2 separate regions of the Sus scrofa genome follow, and region 1 is linked to region 2. Evidence: chromatin contacts called from public Hi-C data. All regions are on one chromosome and are shown on one strand. The core of a region is the stretch at or near the end of the contact, and the rest is flanking DNA. Distances in the headings are between cores, read along the strand shown. Region 1 holds the start of LOC595122 (histone H1.3-like protein). Region 2 holds the start of HIST1H2BD (histone cluster 1, H2bd).

Region 1 (3,221 bases), core at 390-2,889, 61 kb after region 2:
GGAGAGGATTTGGCAAAGAAAAAGGTAAATCATAACCAGCCAAGGGTGATTTACACTTCTCACTATCCCTTAGCCTCAGGGTGGTAGCAACAATTATACAGATTTAGGCAGAATAATACGATGAATAATCCCCTGAAATAAGGACAGCATTAAATAAGCCAAAACAACAACAACAACAAAATCTAAGCTTTTCAAAGGCTTCGTAATATGCAAATTAGGATCTCAACCTCTAATTGGCGCAGTATTTTCTCTCCTGAAGTGTGTTCTGATTGGCTCCCAAATAGCCACTGCAAACCAATGGGAATGGAAATTTTAGAAACATCTAGAAACTAGAATAACCTCTTCCTCAAACTGCACTCTTTCCTAACGTGTCTCGACCTGGGAAACTAGGCAGCAAAGCGCGAGCAAAGGCCAAGACCCGCTCTTCGCAGGCCGGGCTCCAGTTCCTGGTGGGACGAGCGCACCGTCTGCTCAAGGGCAATTGCTCCGAGCGGGTCGGGGTCAGAGCGGCCGTGTACGTGCTGGTGCTACCGGAGGAGCAGACGGACGAGATCCTGGGGCAGGCGGGCCAAGGTGGCTAGCCAGAAGGCGCCGCATCGTCCCGCGCACCCTGCAGCAGGCCATCCCCAACGAGGAGGTCAATAACCTGAGCTGCGTGACCATGGCGCAAGGGCGGTGTCCAGCCCAACATCCAAACAACCAAAGTAGAACAAGAGTCACAAGGCCGATGGCAAGAAAAGGGTTGAGAACACTATCCCGGCGCTGAGTATCTTTAGGCTCTTTTCCGAGCCATTTAGCGCTCAAAAGTTCCGCGCGCGCCCCCTGGCGCATTAAGTCTCAGCCAATCACATAAAAGCGGCAAGTTTAAAAAAGAATTCACCGAAAAACATTAGGTCCAGCCCTTTTACCTGAAAGCAGTGGGTGGCTCTGAAAAGAGCCTTTAGGTTTGCAAAGCAGGAGGTCCCGCCACAATTTTACTTCTTCTTGGAGACGGCTTTCTTGGCCTTTGTAGCCTTGGGTTTTGCGGCTTTAGGCTTGGCTGCCTTGGGCTTGGGGGCTTTGGCCTTGGCCGGGCTCTTAGCAGCCTTTTTCGGCTTGGCTGCCTTCGCCTTCTTCGGGCTCTTGGCCACCTTCTTGGTGCCAGCTGCCGCTGCCGGCTTCTTGGCTTTCTTGGGGGTCTTCTTGGCGGTCTTCTTTGGGGTGGCTGCTCCGGTAGCCTTCTTGGGCTTCTTGGTTGCCCCAACAGACTTCTTAGGCTTAGCTGCTCCCGCTTTCTTAGCTTTGGGCTTGGCTTCCCCGGTGGCCGCCTTCTTGTTGAGTTTGAAGGAGCCCGAAGCGCCAGTGCCTTTAGTCTGCACCAGGGTGCCCTTGCTCACCAAGCTTTTAAGCCCCAGCTTGATTCGGCTGTTGTTCTTTTCCACATCGTAGCCGGCGGCAGCCAGCGCCTTCTTGAGCGCGGCCAGAGACACGCCGTTGCGCTCCTTGGAGGCGGCGACAGCCTTGGTGATGAGCTCGGACACCGGAGGCCCAGACGCTTTGCGTTTCCCAGCAGCTGCGCCCGTCTTCTTCGCCTTTTTCTTTACAGGTGTTTTCTCTGCAGGCGCGGGAGCAGCAGGAGCCACTGGAGCGGTCTCCGACATCTTTCTGACTATCCAGGAAAAGCAAAAAGTACGCTTAAACTATCAGAATGGCGTGTCCCAAGCGCCGCCGGCTGGGGGTTTATATAGAGAGTCGCTGAGTGATGATTGGTTGCCTGCTCGGTGCGCCGCACTGCTAAGAAGGGCTCCTCAGCTCTGCCGAGTGGCTGTGTTTTTTGCCCCTTAAAAAAGAAGAAAAATATAAGAAGTCTGGGCACGAAATAATTAGGGATTTGGGGGAAATTGATCCGACACGCTTCAGGCTTCATTCCTGCCTTATTTGCTGTACCTGGTTTCAAAACTGGCCCCCTGAAACTTTCCCGATTCCCCCAACTCTCTTTGAAACTTCAGTCAAATCGAGACAACTTTCAGATTTTCCTTAAAATTACTATTTCTCTCTGTTTCCTTTGCAAATCTTTCTTCCAGGGCCTTGTCATGCACATTGTTTTCTTTGCAACCCTATATAAATAAGCTCATTTTTACTCAAATATACAAGGAAAAACGGTTTTTCCGCGGGAGCAATAACACAGCTCTCCTGCAACTTGTTTGCACTAAGCCCTGGGAATTGGCACTGGGGTAGAAAATTCTACGTCCGAGATGGATAACTATTTTAGAAAAGATAGATTTTTTTTGAAAAAAGTATTTCAGTGATCAGTGTATAAACTAGTTTGGTCCCAGTATTTCAGTATTTGAAACATTTTAGGAAGGATGGGGTGTGAGGCTACTCCATTTGTGTTCTAGATAAACAGTTCCAAATCAAGTCACCAACCCTCTTTACAAATTAGTATGATGGATTTTTCAGACCTGGAATGTGCATTAAAGATCAATCATGCCATCTACAAAGACTAAAAGTGAATCATGAAGCAACAGAATAGAAATTCTACATCATTTTACCAGCTATGAGTTCAAGAACACTGTAAGATCACATGGGTTGGAATTGTAAAGTACTTATACATGCCCTGTCCATAGAATTTTTCTCTTCTAATATTTAGCATAGAATTGTGTACATATTTCCTATATTTCAAAATGTTATTTAAAATACAAATTTGACTTACTTTTTTCAATATTGCAAGGAGGGACAGAGAGATTCAGAAAGAAAAAAATTTAGATCACTTTCTGAATCTTTATAACTCTCCTTGGGGGTTTTACTAACAAAATATGAACCAGGCTGTCATAATCTAAATTAATTAGCTGGATATATTCACCTAAGCATTTGAGCAAACTTTTCATAACAAATATGACTGACTTTACTACTCTATCTCTTTGCAACACCCAGGACTAATGGAATAAGGAAAATATTGGACAATTAAGCATAAAATATCCTCCAAAGAATCAAATACTGAAATGAAACCTGATGTTTGTCAAAATAAATAAACAACAAAAGTATTTTGGTGCTATGTTTTTTCTAGTAAATACCTCTACGTCCAAAAATCTAGTTATTCTGGCCTATATTTAATGGTGATTTGATAATTTTCTCATACAATTCCGAGACAAGAATATTTACTGATGTCATCTCTCCGCATTTAACTAATTCCATAAAAATCACTTGGCTTGTTTTTAAATAGTCATTATTGGCTGGCACTG
Region 2 (3,559 bases), core at 601-3,100:
ATCAGTTTATAATTTACGAAGAAAATAGAAAGTTTTGTTTCTCTGAGTTGAAATTTGACGAGCACGGTGGGAAATATTGCTGGGTTTTGGCATAAGGTTTTGTGCTTTCCTCATAATTTGAGACTTGCGTGAAGCCTGAGGCTTCGGGGATCATTTTCTGAGAAAAATTGGGCAATTCGGTCGAGAGAATTTTGATATTTTTGGCATTTTTTGAGGTGTAACAAACACAACTCGGGATCCGAGAGGACACTCTGCGGCTGCCAGCGAGGCGGGCTGGACAGCGCACCAATCACGGCGCAGCTCCGCCCTATATAAACGGGCGGGCGCAGCGGCGCGGCCCGAGTCCCGGCCAGTGCCTCTGTTTCCGGCTCGAATTGCTCTCCCACGCCCGCCTTCAACATGTCCGAGACTGCGCCTGCCGCGCCGGCTGCTCCGGCCCCTGCGGAGAAGACGCCAGTGAAAAAGAAGGCCCGCAAGTCTGCAGGTGCTGCGAAGCGCAAGGCGTCTGGACCTCCCGTGTCCGAGCTCATCACTAAGGCTGTCGCCGCCTCCAAGGAGCGCAGCGGCGTGTCCTTGGCTGCGCTCAAAAAGGCGCTGGCGGCCGCTGGCTACGATGTGGAGAAGAACAACAGCCGTATCAAGTTGGGTCTGAAGAGTTTGGTGAGCAAGGGCACCCTGGTGCAAACCAAGGGCACTGGCGCCTCCGGCTCTTTCAAGCTCAACAAGAAGGCGGCCACCGGGGAAGCGAAACCCAAAGCCAAGAAAACGGGCGCGGCTAAGCCCAAAAAGCCCGCGGGAGCGGCTAAGAAGCCCAAGAAGGCGACGGGGACGGCCACCCCGAAGAAGAGCGCCAAAAAGACTCCAAAGAAGGCGAAGAAGCCTGCCGCGGCTGCAGGAGCCAAAAAAGCAAAGAGCCCCAAAAAAGCGAGAGCCGCCAAGCCTAAGAAGGCGCCCAAGAGCCCAGCGAAGGCCAAAGCGGTGAAACCTAAGGCGGCTAAACCAAAGACCGCCAAGCCCAAGGCAGCCAAGCCAAAGAAGGCGGCAGCCAAGAAGAAATAGGAAGTCCCTTTGGCCAACGGCTTACAAGCTCTACACAACCCAAAGGCTCTTTTCAGAGCCACCCACAGATCTCCGGAAAAGAGCTGTTGCACACTCTTAAGGGGGCGTGGCTGGGAGGAAAAGGCTGCGAGTTAAAGGGCGGGCCTCCGGGGACGGGAGGTGGGTCTTCATAGCGATTCATTTAAAACCTGTGGGAGGTGTAGCGGGCCGGGTATTTTGTCTGTCCCGAGTTTGGTTGGGTAGAAGGCCCACATCTTGCACACGTTTGGGAGTCAGGACTGATTCCGTTCGTGTTGCCCTAGCGCTATCTTCTAAGTATCCATTGCACAAATGTTAAGGTTAACGAACGTGAACTTGAAGGTGACCCAGCTCACCTTCAAGTTGATGTATGTGGTGGCTGCAAATTATTAGCTGTCCCAGGCGCAGGATAAGGCGTTTGCCCACCAACTTCATCAGCAGGACACTTAGATGGCTGCTAGTTGCGTGCAAACCCAATGCACCGAGTTATTAAAACTAACCCGTTCTAGGCTAAGCAGCCTTCTCTTAGCGGTGAAATACAGAGTGCAACTACTTGAAAAAACTATTTATACTAGCTGTGAGTAGCCTAGTCCAAGCCCTCTGATTGGGTCGAAGCAAAGTAAGTTAACAGCCAATGGAAACGTAGACCTGCAAGTTTCATTTACATTCGTGTTTGTGACGCCACAATAAAATTAATCCAATCGTGAGCGAAACCTTACTAACCTCATTTGAATACCGCATCTATAAATAAATGTGGCCTCACCCTGACTGACTATTTTCCCAGGTGTTAGCCTTGCAGTTCTAACTTTTAACGCTGCTATGCCTGAACCCACCAAATCTGCTCCCGCCCCGAAGAAGGGGTCCAAGAAAGCGGTGACTAAGGCGCAGAAGAAGGATGGCAAGAAGCGCAAGCGCAGCCGCAAGGAGAGCTACTCCGTGTACGTGTACAAGGTGCTGAAGCAGGTCCACCCGGACACTGGCATCTCGTCCAAAGCCATGGGCATCATGAACTCCTTTGTCAACGACATCTTCGAGCGCATCGCGGGTGAGGCCTCGCGGCTGGCGCATTACAACAAGCGCTCGACCATCACGTCCCGGGAGATCCAGACGGCCGTGCGGCTGCTGCTGCCCGGGGAGCTGGCCAAGCACGCCGTGTCCGAGGGCACTAAGGCCGTCACCAAGTACACCAGCTCCAAATAAATTTGCCAAGTAAGCATCTTTACTGTTAACCCCAAAGGCTCTTTTAAGAGCCACGCATGCTCTCAGCAAATGAGTTGTAATTGTTTAATTCCAAAGACTACTTTTTGAGTTCCCCCAAATTTAAAGTTTCGTTGCCATGCTTTAGTGCTCCAATAACAGCTACTTAGGAAATACTTATGAAGAACCTACGCAATAACTATGTGCCATAGGTTGCGGGTTCACTGTGGGCAAGTACCGATGAATTATTTAATGTCACCTAACTAAATGTTAGTTTGCACTCAAAATGCCATTTCAAGGGTACACCTTTCCTTTCCGTGTGTAGGTCTCCAAGTTGATCCTGGCGTTGTTCCAGAACTTGCGGATGACAGATTACCCAGAGCAGGAAACAGCATGCTCTGACAACTTCATTCTGCACTTTTTCTATTCTATTTTTCTTTTTTCTTTTTCAAGCCATGTAGACATATCTGAAAAAAGGCTGAAGACAATGTGAGTTTTCACAGATATATTGCAAAGGCTTTACTGGTTTGCTTGCTTTGTAATTGGTGCAGTTCTGCTTGAGGTTCTGAGCAGCGGCAGGGGAGGTAAAGGAGAAGCCCAAACTATCCTAAAGGATCCGACGGAAGGGAAAAGGAAAGGGAAGCCGTCTTTGAAATCCCTTGAAATCCTCTCAGCTACTCTATCTTCTTTCCCAGAAAGTCCTAATTAATTCTTAGTCCTGGGGGCGGGGCAGCATTCAGCTTTAATATTCTCTGGGTCAAAAGAGAGAAGCCCAAACTCTCAATCGGTTAATGTGTCGGAATCAGGGCTTAAGCCCCCTTTTCAGCACCCTTACCGCTTTACCGAATGTCCCCGAGCATCAAGGGTAGAGAGGAAGTAGAAAGGGAAGGGCAGGCAGCCCCTTCTGGCAGCAGTTGGCTTTTGCTGCACTAAGTCGGATAGCCTTAAGTGTTTTCATTGCTGGGGAAGATAAAACCTCTGAAAGGAAGTGGGGGCGGGGGAGCCTGTGGCAGGAAGGAAAGGAATCGATAATCAGAGGTGGCCAAGAAAATTGCAAAGTAGATGAGGCTGGACTGGGAGTGAAGTGCTGATTGAGATGGAAAATCTCAATGGTAGGCAGTGGTATTGTAGGCTGAGAGAAGAATGAATTTAGAAACTCTAGGGTTCTCACATCTCCCAAACAGAGAGATTCATGGATCATGGGGATAGATTTTCCATAATAAGGCAATCTGGGTACTTGGATGGACAATTAAAATTTAGAAACGTATTTTTTAAAATTATAAAA

What was found. A called contact is a pair of places that touch in the nucleus more often than the background predicts.
Region 1: a Hi-C map of fetal liver shows a contact between it and region 2, with 1.7 times the contacts expected there. The contact joins the promoter of LOC595122 here to the promoter of HIST1H2BD in region 2. A contact is called at or near these places in 3 of 5 promoter capture datasets (fetal liver, fetal skeletal muscle and liver), 9 of 47 Hi-C or Micro-C datasets (blood, embryonic fibroblasts, epiblast stem cells and 4 more) and 2 of 2 datasets of contacts at active chromatin or transcription factors (alveolar macrophages and skeletal muscle).

What each region holds. Positions count from the first base shown.
Region 1 is chr7:20,880,668-20,883,888 of Sscrofa11.1, forward strand. It overlaps LOC595122 (histone H1.3-like protein), which reads right to left and starts at 1,640. Exons shown (of 1, transcript NM_001031792.2): 1 at 975-1,640. The coding sequence starts at 1,640. The coding sequence ends at 975.
Region 2 is chr7:20,819,240-20,822,798 of Sscrofa11.1, forward strand. HIST1H2BD (histone cluster 1, H2bd) reads left to right here and starts at 1,851. Exons shown (of 2, transcript NM_001243656.1): 1 at 1,851-2,286. The coding sequence starts at 1,897. The coding sequence ends at 2,277.